Linked DNA regions of Pan troglodytes: region 1 is linked to region 2. Evidence: chromatin contacts called from public HiChIP or PLAC-seq data. All regions are on one chromosome and are shown on one strand. The core of a region is the stretch at or near the end of the contact, and the rest is flanking DNA. Distances in the headings are between cores, read along the strand shown. Region 1 holds the start of CFAP410 (cilia and flagella associated protein 410). Region 2 holds the start of GATD3 (glutamine amidotransferase class 1 domain containing 3).

Region 1 (2,700 bases), core at 29-2,528, 210 kb before region 2:
TGACTTCTGTCCCTGGGTGGGATCACACACATGGTTGAGCCAGATTATCCGTTTGGGTGGTGTCATCTGCTGCATCTGAATGCAGGGTCTACAAAATATTTCAAGCACTGATCTTAAGTTTTGCAACAGTGATGTTATTCCCAGAAGCAATTTGGGGAGGTTCAGACTCTTGCCGCCAGAGGGTGCATGGCCCCTAAACTGTAATTTTTAATCTCGTAGCTTAATTTGTTAGTCCTACAAAGGCAGACTGGTCCCCAGGCAAGAAGGGTTTTTTTGGGAAAGGGCTATTATCAATTTTGTTTCAGTTTAATCTATAAACTAAATTCCTTCCCAAGGCTAGTCTGGTCTACACCCAGGAATGAACAAAAGCAGCTTAGAGGATAGAAGGAAGATGGGGTGGGTTAGGAGATCTTCCCCTGTCATAATTTCTTCAGTTATGATTTTTGCAAAGGCGGTTTCAGTGGTCTCATTAGCTTTACAAAGGCTGTTTAGTTTTGAGGAAGGGCTGCTATCACTTAAACTATAAATGTCTCCCAAAGTTACCTTTGCTTATCCAGGAATAATTAAAGGCAGCTTTAAGGCCAAAGGCAAGATGGGGGTTGGCCAGATCTCCTTCAAGGCCATCCTTCTCTCACCGATACAATTTTTTGCAAAGGCGGTTTCAGAACGTCAGAACGCCTGTCTTAATGTAACTGTGGCCCATGTAACGATGTTTAGAGGGTCTTATCTGATTTCTAAAAGGCTGAAATGCTTGTAAGGGCTCTGCTGGACCTGCCCGTGCGTCTTTCCTATAAATGCGTCTTTTCTGTAAATGCTGGGAGGGAGGGAGACAAGGAATCAACACAGCCCCAGGGCTGCCCTGGGTTTATTCCAAGAGTTTGAATCGCGTAACTTGGAGCTGTGTAGCGCCCATCCCATCCACGCTAGGCCTGCGCTCAGAGTCAGGCCTAGGCACTCGGCCATGATGCGCGTCGGACCGAGCCCACCCCGCTCGGTTCCTGGGAGCAGCAGTTCAGCCCTCACTGGGCCGACTCGGGGACCGCCCCCTGCACCCACCCTCTGCTCGCTGCGCGCTTCCGGGGTCGCGTTAGAATCGCGTCAGAGCCGGGCGCCCTAGGCCGCGCATGAGCAGGAGCAGAGCCAACGTGTCAGCGGCGCCCAAGCGGCCCCAGCGGGCTCGCGTCGCCCCGCTCTCCTCACCGAGCCGCCAATGGGCTCAGGATCCGCCCCTGACGACGCGGGCCCCGCCCCTGGAGACACGCGCCGCGCAGTCGTCACCCGCCCGGGATCAGGAGGCCGGGGGCGCCCGCCGGTCGGGCCTGGGCGGCCGCCATGAAGCTGACGCGGAAGATGGTTCTGACCCGGGCCAAGGCCTCGGAGCTGCACAGCGTGCGCAAGCTCAACTGCTGGTGAGGCGGGGCCTGGCCGCGGCCGCCCCGGGGTGGGGGGAGGAGCCGGGGCGGGGCGAGGGCGGAGCCGGAGGGAGGAGCCGGGGCGGGGCGAGGGCGGAGCCGGAGGGAGGAGGCGAGGCGGGGCGGGGCAGGGCGGGGGCGGAGTGGAAGGGGGGAGGGGCAGGGACGAGGGCGGCGAAGGAGCCGCGGGTGAGGGAGGGGAGGAGGCCGGGGGTCGGGGTCGCCTGGGCCCCCCCCCATTTCCCGGCCCGCCTTTGCCCCGGCTGCCCTGTGGGCTGGGTCTGTTGTCTGGGGTTGCCAGCAGTCACTGGGACCAAGTCGAATGGGAGAGAGAACTGAGCTCTCCAGGACTGAGTCAGGAAACACGTTGGTAATCAGTACTGGGGGCGGCCGTTCCCAGGGTACTCCTAGCAGGTGACAGGAAGGGACGTGGGTGCGGTGGGACCCATGCAGGCTGAAAGGCGGGTAATGCTGAGTCTCACTGAGCCAAGGAAGACCAGGAGCTTCCAGAAGAGGGAGCCTGGAGTTGAGGCCTGCAAGATCTCCAGGGTTCCCTGGGGACTCAGCAGAGTGACCGCGCCGTGTCAACTGGCCGCACCGTGCAGGCGGGTGTGGGGGTCAGCGAGAGCAGACGCCTCCTCCCAGGGGTGTCCGCAGACTGCCCAGAGTGAGCTCTTCCCTGTTAATTAAAAAGCTTTTCTCTCTGCCCTGGCATATCTGGTGTTTTGGCTACAATTCCCGTGTCATTTGCTTTCAATAATGCATTTCTTTGTTTTGCATGGGGTGGTCAGTACTCCCACTAAGCTGGGAGAAACAACAACCCTATTTCAGGCTTTTGAAGTTTGCTTCATAAGTTGCCTGTTCACCCTTTGAACTTGGCCTCTTATAAAGACGCCCTTGTTTATGTCTGTCAGTGAGAGAAATGAACCTTCTGCTACTCAGGGACCATGAGGAAGAGTTCATCTTTTTGTGTCTTACAAATGGAGCAACCCTGCTGCTCCTTATCTAAAAAGTACCACCCCAACGTCAAACATACAGTTTAGCTGAAAATCAGCTAAAACAATTGTTTATACCTTTGCCAGTTATCTGGGCAACCTTCCTTTTTTGCCATGCCATTAAAATCCTAGAATCTTAAGGTTTGTAGGGAGTCATCGGTGATTTTTGGAATTTTTGTCTTCAGTGTTTTTTATTCAACTTTAACAAAATTAAAGTATGTATCTTTTCTCTCCCCAGGGGCAGCCGCCTCACAGATGTAAGTATTGCACTGATCATCTCCAAATAGCCTCAA
Region 2 (2,776 bases), core at 4-2,503:
GTCTAGGACCCAGAAATACCACGCAACTGTTAAAATGATGTTGAGAACTGAATGAATGGGAATTACTTCCCATGCGTCAGAAACATTTGCAAAACACGGGTGAGTGTGATCTCAGTGTTTTCAAAATGTGTGTGTCCTGAAAAACACTCAAATGAAATGCTAAGTCATTTCTAGGCTCTAGATGACAGTATAAGCGACACTTAAAAACTGTTCTTCCTTAGCGTCTCCCTGGGTTTTGCGAGTCGTTTTTGCTTTTTTTTAGCCAAGGATAGGGTATTTAAAATACAAGCTCTCTCGGCCGGGTGCAGTGGCTCATGCCTGTAATCCCAGCACTTTGGGAGGCCAAAGCGGGAGGATCACTTGAGGTCAGGAGTTTGAGACCAGCCTGGCCAACATGGTGAAACTCCGTATCTACTAAAAATACACAAATTAGTTGGGTGTGGTGGTGCATGCTTGCAGTCCCAGCTACTCGGAAGGCTGAGGCAGGAGAATCGCTTGAACCCAGGAGGCGGAGGCCGCAGTGAGCCAAGGTCGCGCCATTGCACTCCAGACTGGGCGCTGTCTCAAAAGACAAAAAGTAAAAATAAAATAAAATACATGCTTTCTCTAAGCTGTTCAAAAAAGAGTAAACTTCACTGGTGGAGAGGCCTTCTCGAGGCCCCCGGGGTGGAGGACCAGCTGCCCCTGAGGACTTACGCCGAGGCCTCGTGGATCTCGGTCCCATCGTAGACTCCGCATCCAGACAGCACCTGCGAGAGGAGCGGGAGCTGACCCGGGGGAAAGGGGCCGACCTGGGCGGCGGGAGTTGACTGGGGGGAAAGGGGCCGACCTGGGCCGCGGGAGCTGACCCGGGAAAATGGGGCCGACCTGGGCCGCAGGAGGTGACTCGGGGTGAAGGAGCCGACGTGGGGCGGCGGGAGCGGACCTAGGAAGAGGGGCCGACCTTGGGCAGAGAACAGCGAAGGCTGATCTCTGGAGGCGGGAGCTGACCTCACCCCCTCCGTCCACTCACCAGCGCGACCCTGGCCGCGGGGCGCGGCACGGAGAGGTGAAGGGCTGCGCGCTGGGAAGGCGTCCGACCGCCGGGGGACAGGGACGTGAATGCAGATGCCGCAGCGAGCCTCGAGGCCACCAGGGCCCTCACAGCCGCCATTGCGGTGAGGACAGCGGGGTCGGAAGGTCACGCAGGCACAGAGCGTGCGCACCCACCCGTCTACAAACGCGTTGCTCGTCGGGACCGCGCCTGCGCAGCCTTCGGGGCGGAGCCAAGACCCGCCCCCGTCTCAGCCCTATCCAGTGAGTGCGCCGGTGGGCGGGCCCGCGCCTGCGCAGAGCCTCCGAATAGAGTTCCGGGAACCCTGTCTTCCTTCCGGTGGTGGCTGAGGGCTCGTGCTCGAGGCTGAGGGATGCTGGTGACTCCCGGGGCCCCCAGCCCCGCCCCCATCGGACGCCTCCACAGGCGGCGCACCCTTTCCGCCATCCGCAGAGCAGTCTTGCCTCGGGGCGGCTCAGTCCGGCGCTTCTTACCTTACCTCCGTCTCATCCTTAACTCACCACGAGCATCCAGGGTCCACATCCTCCTAAATGGCCACTCGTCTTAATCTCGGCGTCAGGACCCACGCGGGGTCAGGACTACCCCTCCGCTTCCATGACTGTCTCCTCGCGGCTCCGGCTCCCACGGAGCGACCCCTCCGGGTTTTACTGACCCCGGGATGTTCTATCCTGGAAACTGCAGTTCCACCCAGGGGCTTGATCTGGGTTAGTCTGGGGGCAAGTGAGCCGCCGATTCTGTTTGGGTTTTTTTTTTTTTTGAGGCGGAGTTTCCCTCTTGTTGCCCGGGCTGGAGTGCAATGGCGCGAAGTCGGCTCAACGCAACCTCCGCCTCCCAGGTTCAAGCGACTCTCCTGCCTCAGCCTCCCGAGTAGCTGGGACTACAGGCATGCGCCACCACGCCAGGATAATTTTGTATTTTTAGTAGAGACGGGGTTTCTCCATGTTGGTCTGGCTGGTCTTGAACTCCCGAGCTCAGGTGATCTGCCCGCCTCGGACTCCCAAAGTGCTGGGATTACAGGCGTGAGCCACCATTCCCGGGCGCTGTTTGGGTTTGTTTTTTTGTTTTTGTTTTTTACGTTCACAGCATGGACGGTCAGTGTGAAGATCCCAGCTGCTCGGGTCCTAGCTGGAATTCTTCCATTAAAAAAATCTATTTGTTATGCATGGGTTAGTTCACAGAGGAATAGCTGGATAAGTGCTGGCTTTTTCCCCGATTTACCCATTTTCAACCTAATAATTCAGGTTTTTGAAATAATGTGAATGGTTACTGCTGGCGGATGTTCACAGGGACACACTGGATTCTACAGACACATCTGATGATCTAGCCACGGCTGTCACTTTCCCCACTGCCGCGTTGTCCATCACTAGGACTTTACTGCCAATCCTCGCAAGATAGTGGGGAACTAGAATAACAGACATGGGACATTACCAGTTACAACCAAAGACAAGCTTGGCACATTTGACTGTCCTCGTTCCTGCTCCTCCGTGCCTGGCCCTCTTCAGGCTTCTCAGCTCCTGGGGAGCGGCCAGCCAGGGAGCATCAGCTGGTGGGAGCGATGGGGTTGTGGGATGGCACAAAAAAACACCAAGCGCCACTCAGAAAGGAAATGCCGAATGCAGACTCTCACTCAGTCGGTGTGGGGGCCAGGACCCTGTCTCTACCAAGTGTGCGGGAGCTGCCCCTGGCCAGGAGCTCCCAGACCCCACTGCAGAGCTGCAGCTC

Evidence for each region. HiChIP or PLAC-seq counts read pairs in DNA pulled down with a chosen protein or histone mark.
Region 1: a contact with region 2 is called in an H3K4me3 HiChIP or PLAC-seq map of stem cell-derived excitatory neurons, with 4 times the contacts expected there. The contact joins the promoter of CFAP410 here to the promoter of GATD3 in region 2. A contact is called at or near these places in 1 of 7 Hi-C or Micro-C datasets (stem cell-derived neural progenitor cells) and 1 of 1 datasets of contacts at active chromatin or transcription factors (stem cell-derived excitatory neurons).

What each region holds. Positions count from the first base shown.
Region 1 is chr22:44,934,676-44,937,375 of NHGRI_mPanTro3-v2.0_pri, reverse strand. It overlaps CFAP410 (cilia and flagella associated protein 410), which reads left to right and starts at 1,278. Exons shown (of 7, transcript XM_514938.9): 1 at 1,278-1,409; 2 at 2,646-2,664. The coding sequence starts at 1,333. LOC134809270 (a long non-coding RNA gene) reads right to left here and starts at 1,112. Exons shown (of 2, transcript XR_010154600.1): 1 at 544-1,112.
Region 2 is chr22:44,729,029-44,731,804 of NHGRI_mPanTro3-v2.0_pri, reverse strand. GATD3 (glutamine amidotransferase class 1 domain containing 3) reads right to left here and starts at 1,253. Exons shown (of 6, transcript XM_054675320.2): 1 at 1,013-1,253; 2 at 697-749. The coding sequence starts at 1,153.